2 separate regions of the Mus musculus genome follow, and region 2 is linked to region 1. The links are chromatin contacts, called in public HiChIP or PLAC-seq maps. All regions are on one chromosome and are shown on one strand. The core of a region is the stretch at or near the end of the contact, and the rest is flanking DNA. Distances in the headings are between cores, read along the strand shown. Region 1 overlaps Tmem260 (transmembrane protein 260). Region 2 has its middle 44 kb from the start of Naa30.

Evidence for each region. HiChIP or PLAC-seq counts read pairs in DNA pulled down with a chosen protein or histone mark.
Region 2: an H3K27ac HiChIP or PLAC-seq map of embryonic stem cells shows a contact between it and region 1, with 3 times the contacts expected there. The contact joins two enhancer-like sites. A contact is called at or near these places in 1 of 115 datasets of contacts at active chromatin or transcription factors (embryonic stem cells) and 1 of 9 other capture datasets (embryonic tail).

The regions. Positions count from the first base shown.
Region 1 is chr14:48,502,126-48,508,519 of GRCm38.p6, reverse strand. Tmem260 (transmembrane protein 260) reads right to left here. Exons shown (of 16, transcript NM_172600.4): 13 at 3,099-3,275; 14 at 1,324-1,377. Among named protein-coding and RNA genes, the nearest start is that of 4930572G02Rik, 55 kb to the left of the region's middle. Within about 2 kb of position 4,194, at least 12 of the 459 cell types and tissues checked have an H3K27ac peak or open chromatin away from gene starts, as enhancers often do. A contact at or near this core is called in embryonic stem cells, where this site is marked.
Region 2 is chr14:49,125,026-49,130,953 of GRCm38.p6, reverse strand. No RefSeq gene overlaps it. Among named protein-coding and RNA genes, the nearest start is that of Naa30, 44 kb to the left of the region's middle. Within about 2 kb of position 1,828, at least 10 of the 459 cell types and tissues checked have an H3K27ac peak or open chromatin away from gene starts, as enhancers often do. A contact at or near this core is called in embryonic stem cells, where this site is marked.

The DNA of each region.
Region 1 (6,394 bases), core at 2,945-5,444:
ACTAGACTGGCAACTTTATGCCACTTTCTAACTTTTTCAAAAAGCTCTCTGATACAAATTACACTACAGATATTTTGCAATCTTTATATTGGAGTTATGTTTCTTTCTTTAAAAAGATTTTTATTACTTTTTTTTTCTTATTTATTTATTTTGGGTGTGTGTGGGGGCGGGGCACAGGGCTATACATGCTACAATGTAGAAGTCATAGGACAACTTGCAGGAATCAGTTTTCTCTGGCTACCATGTAGTAGTGAGGTTTGAACTCAGGCTGACACATTTGGAGCCAAGTGCACCTTTACCTGTTGAGCCATCTTGCTTGTCCAAGGAGCTATATTTCTTGGCAATTCTTAATAAATCCATATATATATATATATATATGATTTATATCCTAACTCTATCCTCAGAACATAATCTCTGGCATAGATTGGGCATCAACATATTTTTGCAGAAGGAAGAACTCCATATGTGTGAGAGACCCTGTTCTATATTGCCTAGGAGTTTTGCATGAATGGCCAAAGTTTGATTTGTGTTGGTTTTATTTTACTTTAATTTTTTTACATTTATTTATTTTGCATCTGTGTGAGTCTGCAAGCTGTATCTTAAATATGGTAACTAGAGGACAATTTATGGAACCTGTGGGTTCCAAGGATCAACTCAAGTCACTGGGCTTGGCAGCAAGTGCCTTTACCCTCGAAGCCATCTTGCCGGCTCCTGTTGGTTGATTATTCAAAAATAATGACAGAGACCAAGAAAAAGCAGCAGTGCCACCAAGAAGTGATCCATCTGGAACAGCGTGCCTCTCTCTGTGAGCAGTCTCTGTGAGTAGCGGGTGATGTCTTTTCATGTAGTCTGCTGTGACAAACTGTGCTCCATGAGGGCAGGGACTGTCACCGTCCTGTGTAGCTTCTGGCCTGGCACACCGCCTGGCCTCTGTAAGCATTAGCTGAGTGTGTTAATGACAAACTGGCATAGCACGAATGGAGCCATGGCTGTATTGCCTAATTACAGAACAGAGCCCAGGAGTCAGGATGCCTCGGGGTTACACTGAGCTCTGGACTCCATCACTGTCATTACGGGCCCTTGGAAATCTGTCTGCCTCGCTCTTTTATAAAATGGAGATAACAGAGCTTCACAGGTTATTATGAAGATTATTAATATTACTATGTATTACACATGCATAGTAATACAATGTCTTGAACCAAATAGCTGTTCTGAAGTTATTTTTATTCCCACTCATCCACAGTCCCAGAACAAAAAGTACCATGGGCTATTCCTTCACATATTAAAAAACAGGCTGCAAATAATAAAATGTAGATCACTCACCTTGCTTGCCACATCTCCTCATTGGCCACCGATTCCCAAGAAGATGGACCAAATCTGTAGTTAAAAGAAAAACAGTTTCCTTCGTCGCTTACATTACAGCATGACACACAATGCCTGCTTTATAGTGTTATAAGCACTAGAAGAGGCTGGCTCTGGATGCATTGATGATAGCCACACCAAAGCTTTGCATTTTAGTAGCTGCCTCAAGGGGCAGAGGACAGAGGGGAAGAGGCTGCAGGCAGTGGGCAGCTGTTCCTGAGGCACAGGGCTTCACTTAACCCCTGCTGGGCTATGGGCTGCTTGAAGAATTCCAGCCAAACAACTGCTAGGCAGAGTTTTATAATAAAAATGTATAATAAAATTTTAAAAAATTATAGTTAAAATTTCTTATCAAGTATCTGTTTAGAGAGAATGGTGCTAAGGAACAATGTGTGTGTGTGTGTGTGTGTGTGTGTGTGTGTGTGTGTGTGTGTGTGCACGTGGCTATCTGAAGAAAATGTAATTTTTTTATTTTTTTGAGAAAGGGTCTCACTATGTAGATCAGATTGGTCTTGAACTCAGATCCTGGTGACTCTGCCTCCTGGGTGCTGGGACTTTAGGCATGTGCCACCACAGCCAGCTAGCTGTAATATTCCAGCTTCTCTGATGAATACTGGTGAGTCAGCAAGCTCTGCTGTGGTCAGCACTGTGGTGGTGTTTCTCACCGGCTCCAAACCTTTCCTAGAGCCTGTTAACGTGATCGCTCTTCTTGCACCTGAACTATAAACAATAGGCTATCTAATATAGATAATCCAGTAATGTAAAATACTTATATTTAATTGTGTGTGGGAGTATGTACATAGGCGTGCAGGTGGCTGTAGAAGGCAGAAGAAGATGTTGGCTTGCTGGAGCTAGACTTATAGGTGGTTATGAAGCCACCACAAGTGGGTGCTGGGAACCAAAGCTGGGTCTTCTGCAAGAGCAGAAGAGGCTCAATAACGCATAATTTAAAAAATCAGATAACGGGGGCAATTTATTTTACTTGACTTATTTTCCACATAGGTAAGAACAAGCCTGTGTAAAAATGTTTTAAGAAGAAATTAATAATGCCCTAACCAGTATAACAAGGTTGATGACAGACAGGCACAGGAAAGCTTCTCGGATTCAGCCTTTCTTACAGAAACTGTCTGTCTGTCTTTCCGCTCTTGTGCTGGAGACTGAATCACCCATCCCGAGCGCATGCTAGTAAAAAAGTGCTGCACCACTGAGCCACACGCTAAACTCGTCTGTGTGCTGGAAGTTCACTCTTGTGGCAAGTGTCATGGGCAGAAGAGCGCCCGTAAGGCTTAAGCACAGCACAGGAGTCCCTTCCACGGGTAGGGTGATACAGTACAGGCTGCTGGACCATGCGGCGTCATGGCCCGAAAGCAGAAGATGGCATGCATCAGACTCAGGGAGCCCATTCACCATCCCTCAGATTCCCCAGACAGGAGGGGGACAGAGACGGTCTCCTCCTGCTCATGCGTTCTGATCTGTTGTTGGCAGAAACTAATTGATTGAAAAACAAAGCCAAAAAATTAAGAAGCATCTCAAGAGCCAAGTGTGGTGGGACGGGCCTTTCATCCCAGCACTTGGGAGGCTGATGCAGGAGGGTCCTGAGTTCAAGGTCAGCCTGCATTGTAAGAATTTGTCTCAAAAAACCCAAAACGACAAAAAAGGGTATCTCAGAATGTAGCCTTTTTCCTTTTTAGACACACAGAACTGACATCTACGTAAAACACAACAGCCGCCCATACCTTTCATAGGCCTCAGTCCAGTTATAGATGGCTCTTGTGCGTTCAATCCACTCCTCTGGGTTGAATACAATCTTTGAAGGCACCAATTTGTCACAAGATCCCCATGGCCAAAGTGAATAGTCCTTTTTCCAGGTTGGGTCGCCTTCATGAATTCCTATGCAAACAAATGTTTCTTTTCTACCCAAAACAGAAGAGCATACAGTTCTAAATGTTATATTCCTTTAGTTCACAAAAGGTCATTTTGGAGTTCATAAGCCTGAGTTATTTATACACCATTTGTGAATATGTTGGTTTATTTAAATCTTTCTTAAATATAGCACATGAAATTTATTTACTGTAAAAACAAAACAAAACACTACAGGAAGGAGCAAACTGGAACCAATGAGAACCGTCTTCCTGCCCTCACCAGGAACGGGTGTGTCACATACAAACAAATGCTTTCTTTGATATCCCTTCTTATTTTACAGGTAGAGTTATAGGTCCTGGTCGGCCGCAGCCACTGTACTCCTGGTTTCTTGTCATTTCTGTGTGTATTATTTGCATTTGTAAGTCTCCCCGAGAAGCCTGGAAGCGTCCTGAGGATAGGCCCCCCCGCCCGCATTAACTCTGAATGCCACACAGCACGAGGTTAACACATAATAAATACTGGCTGGAATTAAATTAATCAGATTTGAATAACTGTTAGGAACCTGAGAGCCTACGGAAAGTTAGAAACAGAAATGGCTTAAACAATAGCTTTCTTCCAATCTGTGGTTGTTAAGTAGAAAGAAAAGAGAAAAGGGACCACCTCATTGGGAGACCGATTTGAAAGTTAAAGGCTTGGGTAACTTTGAAAGGAGACAATGGGAGTGGAGATCTTACATTTTCCCCTTATCCCTTTCTGCCTCTATGATTTAGAGAAGTTATTTAACTTGCTGTCTTCTCATCTGCCTAGTGTTCTCGGGCTGCTGAAAGCTACACGGGCATCAGGCATGCAGCTCTCCCTCCAGAGGGACAGGTCACTCTGGGAAAGACAGTTACAGCCTCACTCGGCTAGGCTCTGGGAGGAAGCCAGCAGCAGCCAGCTGAGGACCCGGATGAGAAGACCCAGGAAAGAACCCAGATCCAAATCAGCAGGGCTCCATCCTCCCTCCCTTTCCACACTGAAGCTAGCGGGATGGCCAAAGGCAGCTCCCAGTTTTCAAGCCCAAGGAGTAAGAAAGGGGTCCGGGGCGGAAGACTGGGGATGGGGGTTCCTTGTCCTAGGCATGGGAGCAATTACGTGGAAGCTGTGGGGTTAGCAGCGGTGTGGTGATGGTAGTGTGGCTGGTTAGGGACCCCAAACCCTGAGTTCCAGGGGCAGTATGAGTTCAGCCTGATGCCTGATATAGACAAGAGTCTCAGGGAGAAAGGATGCGCCTGCGCGGGGCAGAAGATGAAAGCTTTCTGGCCCAAAGTACGAAGGAAGTACGCCCTATGGAACTGGAAAAATACTGGGGCGACTGAGCTACGAGTTCACTGTGCCATGGAGTTCTGGCTCCATGTGGGGTTTACACAATTGGTCAAAGAGCAAACTATACTCCTTAGGACTTGGACAGACTCTGGATAATGATGAAAACGGATCAGGCAGGGATGTGGGGTCAAAAGTAAGCCAAAAAAAAAAATGACCTTGGTTTTACTGGCCAAAGGAAAAAACGGACCAAAAATGTTTAAGGGTACTGGTGTGTGCTCTGGTTTATTCTAATCTTTCTCCTTTTGTATTGCAATCTAATGAGCACAGAGTCCAGGAAGCTATGAGGGGGATCAGACCCTTTAGGTGTGTCCTGAACTCCAGCTCAGTCACCAGGATGGAGAGGTACCGTGAACACCTTGTGGGTGGGAGAACTGGACTGACCCGGCCACCCCACACAGTGCCTCTATCTAATAAAAATATATCAATCCCTAGAGCAGGACCCTCAGGGCAGCCCTTGCCTGGGTCTTGCTTACACACACCTCCGCTTCCTTCCTCTCTCTCGAGCTCTTACCTATAACAAAACTCAACCTCTCCATTATCTGTGAATTTTATCCTGTGAGTCTATGAGACCAGAGACCCAGAAGCCACTGGACTGGGTGGCTATGGTGGCTGTGGACAGTCTGTGAACTGTCTGGTCCCTGTGGTTTTATCATACTCAAGGACTCTTGCTCCACCCCACCCCCAGCACACACGGAGGGTCAAGAGTCACCATGAGCACTCTATACCCAGCCTTGCCTCCAGCCCTCTTTTTACTATGGGACAAGGTTAAAGCTACTCCTGCTGGCTTTAAACTCTCTCTGTAGCCTAGACTGGTACTGAACCCATGATCTTCCTGCCTCAGCGTCCTCCTGGGATGGCAGGCTTTCAGGACCAATCAGTCAACAGTCTGAATGGTTTTCAGGCTACCACCACACTGAGTGAAGCACGAGGGACTCTAGGTTACGCCCTGACACCCTGGAAACCGTGGATTCTCCACAGTGAGGAGCGGAGCACTGGTAGCCGAAGTGGGGCTGTGAACACAGCAGCTGCTGTACAAGAGCAGCACAAGAACATTTGCACTGGACCATCCTGCATCCTCACTGTGGGATGCCATGCACAGTGTACACATGTCAGGGCTGGACCATCCTGTATCCTCACTGTGGGATGCCATGCACAGTGTACACATGTCAGGGCTGGACCATCCTGTATCCTCACTGTGGGATGCCACGCACAGTGTACACATGTCAGGTCTCGTAGAAATCTGTGTCCATTAAAAGTCTATTTTAATGAATGCTTTTTAAAAAACAGTAATCAATAAATAAGCTTCCTTCCTTAAAAGTATGTGCCGAGGAAGACATCACACGGTGGCCTAGCAAGTGCCCTTAAGCCGTTCATGTCTTCAGAACCCATCATTTCTTGTCTGAGTGAGATGTTTATATTCTAATTACTATTAGCATAGTTTTTTTTAAATATTTATTTTTACTTTATGTGTTTTGCCTGCATGTATGGCTGAAGGTGCCAGCTCCCCTAGAATTGGAGCTACAGACAGTTATGAGCTGCCATGTGGGTGCTGGGAAATTGAACCAGGTCTTCTGCAAGGGCAGCCAGTGCTCTTAACCACCGAGCCATCCTTCCAGTCGAACATATTTTACTAACAGTGTTCTAACACACTAGTACTCTTTACCCCGATGATTTAAAATTCTACCTCCTCCATAAAGACTAGATACAACAGGCTCATAATTTTAGCATAGTAAAAAGTCAGAAAGTATATCAAGTAACACAGTACTATAGGGCTTGTATCTCTACTACACTTTTATGAAACATT
Region 2 (5,928 bases), core at 579-3,078, 620 kb before region 1:
CTCTTTATCTTTATGGCCAAGCAGCCTCAGGAATGTCTTAACGACCGGCCTGCCTGGGCATGTCCTGGCCTGTTCTGCTATGTTCTCAGCCCCAGGTTTCAAAGCTCACAGACAACTCTTTGGGCTATTTGACATAAATTACATGAATCACAGGTCTCAAGTTTTATTTTCTTTCAAACCTATGTCCTCATTTATTCTTATGTGGGTAATACGCCTAGTCACGTACAACTTCTAAGTAGCAATACAGTAAATCCAGGACAGACTATCAACTGTGAAAAAAAGTCAGAGGGAAAAAGGCAGGTGAAGCCTGAGAGCCATGGCCATGCAGCTTCTAACACAGACCAGTGCCGCAGGTTCTGTTGTAGATCTTTTTCTTTTACATTTCTCCAGTACAGAACACTCCAGCACTCCTATAGCAAGGTGAGAGATGGACACAGCTAGGAGAATTTCCTGCAGTATGTGCTGCAGCAGCAGCAGCAGAAACAAAGGAAGATCCTGCCTCAACAAGGCAGCAGGCAAGAATCAGTTCCCTGAAGGTGTCCTCTGACCTCTCCCTGCACACCATGGTACACACACACACACACACACACACACACACACACACACACACACACCCTAGAATTGTAATGTTAATTAATGCCTTTGACTCTGAACACATGTTACGCCTTGATCATAGTGTTTTGCTGCAAGACATTGAACTAAGGCTATTTTAATCTTCCTCTTCCTCCATTCCTTTCCTTTCTTTTTCAATATTGAGGGTTGAACCCAAGGCCTTAGATGGGCTAGACAAGGGTTCTATTATCAAAATACACCCCCAGCCTTAATTCACATTTTTCATTTAAAACATAACAGATTTAATAAGGGAAAGCACTTAAGGTCAGTTGTGTTGGCTTTGTTATGGAGGCCATACCATAAGCCCCAGATTCCCCTTTGCTTGTTTTACTGCATCTCTTCCTTCCTGAAGAGCTGCCTGTTTGGGCTTATCAATAACTGCTTGCTGTTAGTAAAGAAATAGGCTGAAAACATTAGCTTCTATACTGCCACTAAAAGGAGCCACTTCTAGTATTCTTACCCTCCATGTTCTGGATGAGAGTGTGAAAACCACTTATCAAGATTATATTTTTCATTTTTGAGTTCTTTTGTTTTATTTTTCTTCTTCCATCTCTCCCTTCTGCCAAAGTTAATGTCTTATTTATTTATTTTTTGATGCTTTTACTGAAACAGGGGCCTCAGTTGCTTCAGAATGATTGGTCTTATAAGTTTATAAACCATCTACCCTTTAAACAAGGTACAGAAGCATGGAATTGTGCATCCACTCAGTTATATGGAACATTCAAGTTACCAGTGCTTTGAGTTCTTGCTGTGAGCCTTACCCGGTTCTGAATTCCCTCAGAAATTATTTGCGGTAGTCGATCTTCCAGAGACACTAGTTTCCTGTTCTGTCACTGGTAGCTTTCACGTGTGTGCTTCATGATGGCTGTAAAGGGCCACACTGAGAAGCCATGTGATTGATCATGAACTAAACAAATAGTATTTTTTTTTCAAGCAGCTTTAAAAATAAAAACGGACTCTAAACGAGTTGCTAGGACGTATGTGGATCACCACATCCTGCTTGCTGTCTCTTTTATGTTATGGAAACTAGCCGTAGGGATGGATTTTAAGGGACAGTAATAGTTATAGGAGCAGTTGCCACAATGTCACAGACTCCTTTGATGTCTTTATGTACTTGCAGTCGCAGGTGATATTTGAATCTTATCCAGTGCCATTTCCGTCTTGCCCAATGGGGAAAACGATTCTTGTGGGCATTCTTTGTACTGTTTCCACCTGCCACGGGGTATTAGCAGATTACAGGAAACACTGGGAGGTGCCCTGTGACATCCAAGTGAACAATGGCACATTTGTTTGCCTTTCTGCCTTCAAGGACATTTGAAGGGTGACTTCTGAATAGAGTGTTTTTGTGAACGTTAAAAAGCTGTGTATTCGTGTGAACATAGACAGAGGAGAGACATAACTTCCAACCCCATAACTGAAATGAGAGCTCTAACACAAGAGGCCAGTTTTCTAGTGTTTTGTGTTGTGTTGTGTTGTTTTTAATTTCCAGTTTGCTCCTAGGCACCTCCTGCTCAGGAAAGCCGTCTTAGAGACACCCAGGATCACACGGGGGGCTGCGGCCAGCAGCCAGCAGCCCTACCTTCCTTTGACAATGTGGAAGAATTGTTAAGAGGAATGCCTTTCTTCCCACATCTCTGCCTGTCAGAAAAGACAGCTATGCAGACTTTCTCATGCCATTCCTGATTACCATACCTTTTATTACCTTGGATCATGACAACTAGAAGAAGCAATCAAGAGAGGAGTCTGTGAGATTTTATGTTATCATAGAAAGAATTCCAACAACGGAACTAGCATGGCTAAATCCCTCATGAAAATGTGACTAACAGTAGCTAAATCACTTTATTCCACAACATTTCTGACACCTCACAAGCCCAGATTGCACAATAGAATTCTACAGAGAATATGTGGCCAACCTGAATTTTATTTCTTATTTCCATAAAATGAAAAAGATACTAGTTGGATGAGTCTCAAGTGTTCCAAAGTCCTGTTTGGTTGGTTAGGTTTTTTGTTTGTTTGTTTGTTTTGTTTTGTTTTTCAGAAACAGTGTCTCACTATATAGCTATGGCTGTCCTGGAACTCACTATGTAGACCAGACTGGCCTCGAACTCACAGATGCACCTGCCTCTGCCTCTCTAAGTGCTGGGATTGAAGGTGTGTACTACTACTCTGGCTAAGCGTTAGGACATTTTCTGCATGTTGACAAACATTTGTTTAAATTGAACTTGGGAGGCTCTTAGCTCTTAAGATTCATTTATGTGTTATTATCCTCTATTACGACAATTAGAAAAAGACAATCAAGAGAATAATTGTCTGTGAGATTTTATGTTATTGTAGAAATTGGCTGGTCTGGGTTGTCTAAAGGTTGGCCGGTAACAATACAGACAGGCATGTGGCTAGTCCATAAACCTCTGAAAAACTGCAGTGGGGCTGGTATCTCTCACTGAAGGAGAGATATAGGTGCTACGGCTCAATTGGTGTTCAGTGTTAAAAGACTCAAGATTAGATCAGGGACAACTGAAGAATAAAGACCTCCCTGTCAATGAGCATCAATCGTGCACAGAAACGGACATTCACCGAGCAGAGTTCCGTCCTCCTGCCCTGGAGAGTTTTCCAAAAGTTTAGAGACGTCAATAAGGCCAAGCTTCAACTGGCTGCAGGCGCAGCAGCTTTTCCACCGGCAAGAACATACGTAGTGAACCAGCATCGTTTTGCGTCTCCCATGGTGACTGCCAGTCGCGTGCAGGCTTTTGTCTATCCTTTGTGTACTGTTAGACTCAGCTAGAGCCAAAAGAATCAGCTCTAAAGCCAGAGCCTACCTTTCTGCAGAGAGGCTGACGTTTGATGTTTCTCAACGTTTTCATGGCAAGCCGTCCTGAGCTCCTGCCGCCTTACAAGCACTTCTCACATGAAAGTACAAGACTCAGACCGTCCATGCCGCACTCTGTCCTCCTGTCCGGGAGACAAGAAGGCATTGCTTCCTGACAGAGGGCTGCTCCGCTGTTATGATGTGTGGCAGAAGGGCGCTGCGGTGTAATAGGGGAGATGAATTCTTTTCTGAGGTAAAAACTGGGCTTGAGTGTTCCCTCCTTCGGGGTTCCTACTCCTCTGCCCAACATCAGCCAGGGTGCCCAGGGTCGCACCATTACCTGTCCTCATTGGCAGTATATCTAAGCAATCTGTGCTTACCAGCGTTTTCTCTGGAGCACAATAAACGTTTCAAACCCTCTGTTACAGTTTATCATTGTGAATGCATTACTAAAGATTTTTTTGTCGTTGTTTGTTTTTGCTTATGTTTGTTTTTAAAAGAATGTCTACTCTTGTACGCTTTTATTCTTGCCTGAAATTCTTTATTTTTACTTACTTGGGTATGTTTTCTAGCCTGTCTGTCAGAGAAAGCTGGGAGAAATGTTTATGCTAATCACAGACTTTGCAAACCATAAATTTGACTGAAGGTAATCTAAAAACAAACAAACCAACCCTTCGTTAATCTTGGATTTGCTGTGTGCGAAATGAATAAGTAGTTCAAACATCTGCATATAATATATATATATTATAGATGCCCAGCTTAAGAATTGTTTGGAGAAATATCACCAGAGATGACTGGGTAGGGTATGGTGGCACACAGCTTTAATACTGGGGGGCAGAGGCAGTCAGCTCCAGGGCAGCTCAGTCTACATAGTGGTTCTAGGTGGGCCTCGGCAACATGGCGAGACAATGTCTCAAAAATAAATAAATAATTGAACTTGGGTCTGGTGAGATGACTTAGTGGGTAAAGGTGTTTGAGGCAAAACCTAATGAACTGAGTTCAGTCCCTAGAACCCACGTGATAAAGAAAACTAACTCCCACAAGTTGTCCTGTGACCTCCACATAATCATACACACACACACACACACACACACACACACACACACACACACAAAACACAGATACACACACATGAAGTAAATAAATGTCATAAAAAAATCTTAATTGTATCTGGTGGCTACAAAAAAGTTTGTACTTTTATGGACAACATCTTCCAAGTAATGAAATATAAAAGAATGTGATTTAAGTGGCAGAATTTTCTAAGTTGTCCTATTATTGATAACATGCATGCCTTTTTTCAAATAACATAGATGGCAGGGGTACAAATCACATACATGGTTATACAATAAAACTTTAAAAGAGTTTGATTTTATTTTCCATGTAGGTGGTGATTTTAAAGTAAGCAGTGCGCAGAATTAATGACGGAGAACACCTGTTTCAGCTTGCTTTCTGTTGCTGTGATAAACCCCAGGCAGGGCCAAAAGCAACTTGGACAGAAAGTGGTTTTTGTTTTTTTTTTTTTTTTCTTTCACACTTTCAGGTTATAGGTCCATCAGGGAAGGCAGAGCAGGAACTCAAGTGAGGAACCTGGAGCCAGAAACTGATACAGAGGCCATGGAGGAATGTTGCTTACTGGCTTGCTTGCTGACATTCATCCAGCTACTTTTTTATACAGTTCAGGACCACCTGCCTAGGGATGGTACTGCACACAGTGAGCTGGGCCCTCCTCCATCAACTAGGAATCAAGGACATGCCCCAGGGACATCCCCTTAGACCAATCTAAAGACTGCACTATATCAATTGAAGGTATCTCTTCCTGGGTGTGTCATGGTGACAACCACAATTAGACATCAAAGCACCCACAGGCTGACCCCTGAAAAATGAGTGCTCCTGAGCTGTGATTATCAGGACCTTGTAGAGGAAGCAAACAGCTTCCAAATGCAGCAGTCTAGGCCCCTGCCTTCCTGGGGTCTTCTCTGTTATCCATAAATAGTTTGAGGACCTCAAAGTCTTCCCCATTAACAAATGTGGTCTCTGGCTCTACTCTTCAGATTTTGCCCCTTTGACACAAGAGTGAGGCTGTCCTAGATAATTTTGAGTCATGGCCTAGCATCTAGTCCTGGGAACCTGTAGACAGACAGATGTGAGGAGACAGTCCAGGGTTTGCCAGATCTATCAGGTCCACTTCTTGGATCCAACAACTAACTGTGTTCTTCTGATAGAAGAATAATGGGAATTAGAAGGTTTTGGGTTTCTTTTCGTTTGGTTTGTATTGTTGGTTTTGTTTGGTTGGTTTTTTTGCCAGCTGTGAGATCAGACCAGAGGACATGGGGTGCCATGAAAATGGCATTTATTGCTACATTCTTTATTATCAACACAGGAAAAAAAAAGTGATTTCAAATAAGTTAACTGTCAATAATTCTTTGATGCTATGTAGAAAATTTTGTTCCAAGAAATATAATTTAAGAGGCTCAAAGAGGTGGCTAGTAGGGATGGAAAGATGGCTCAGC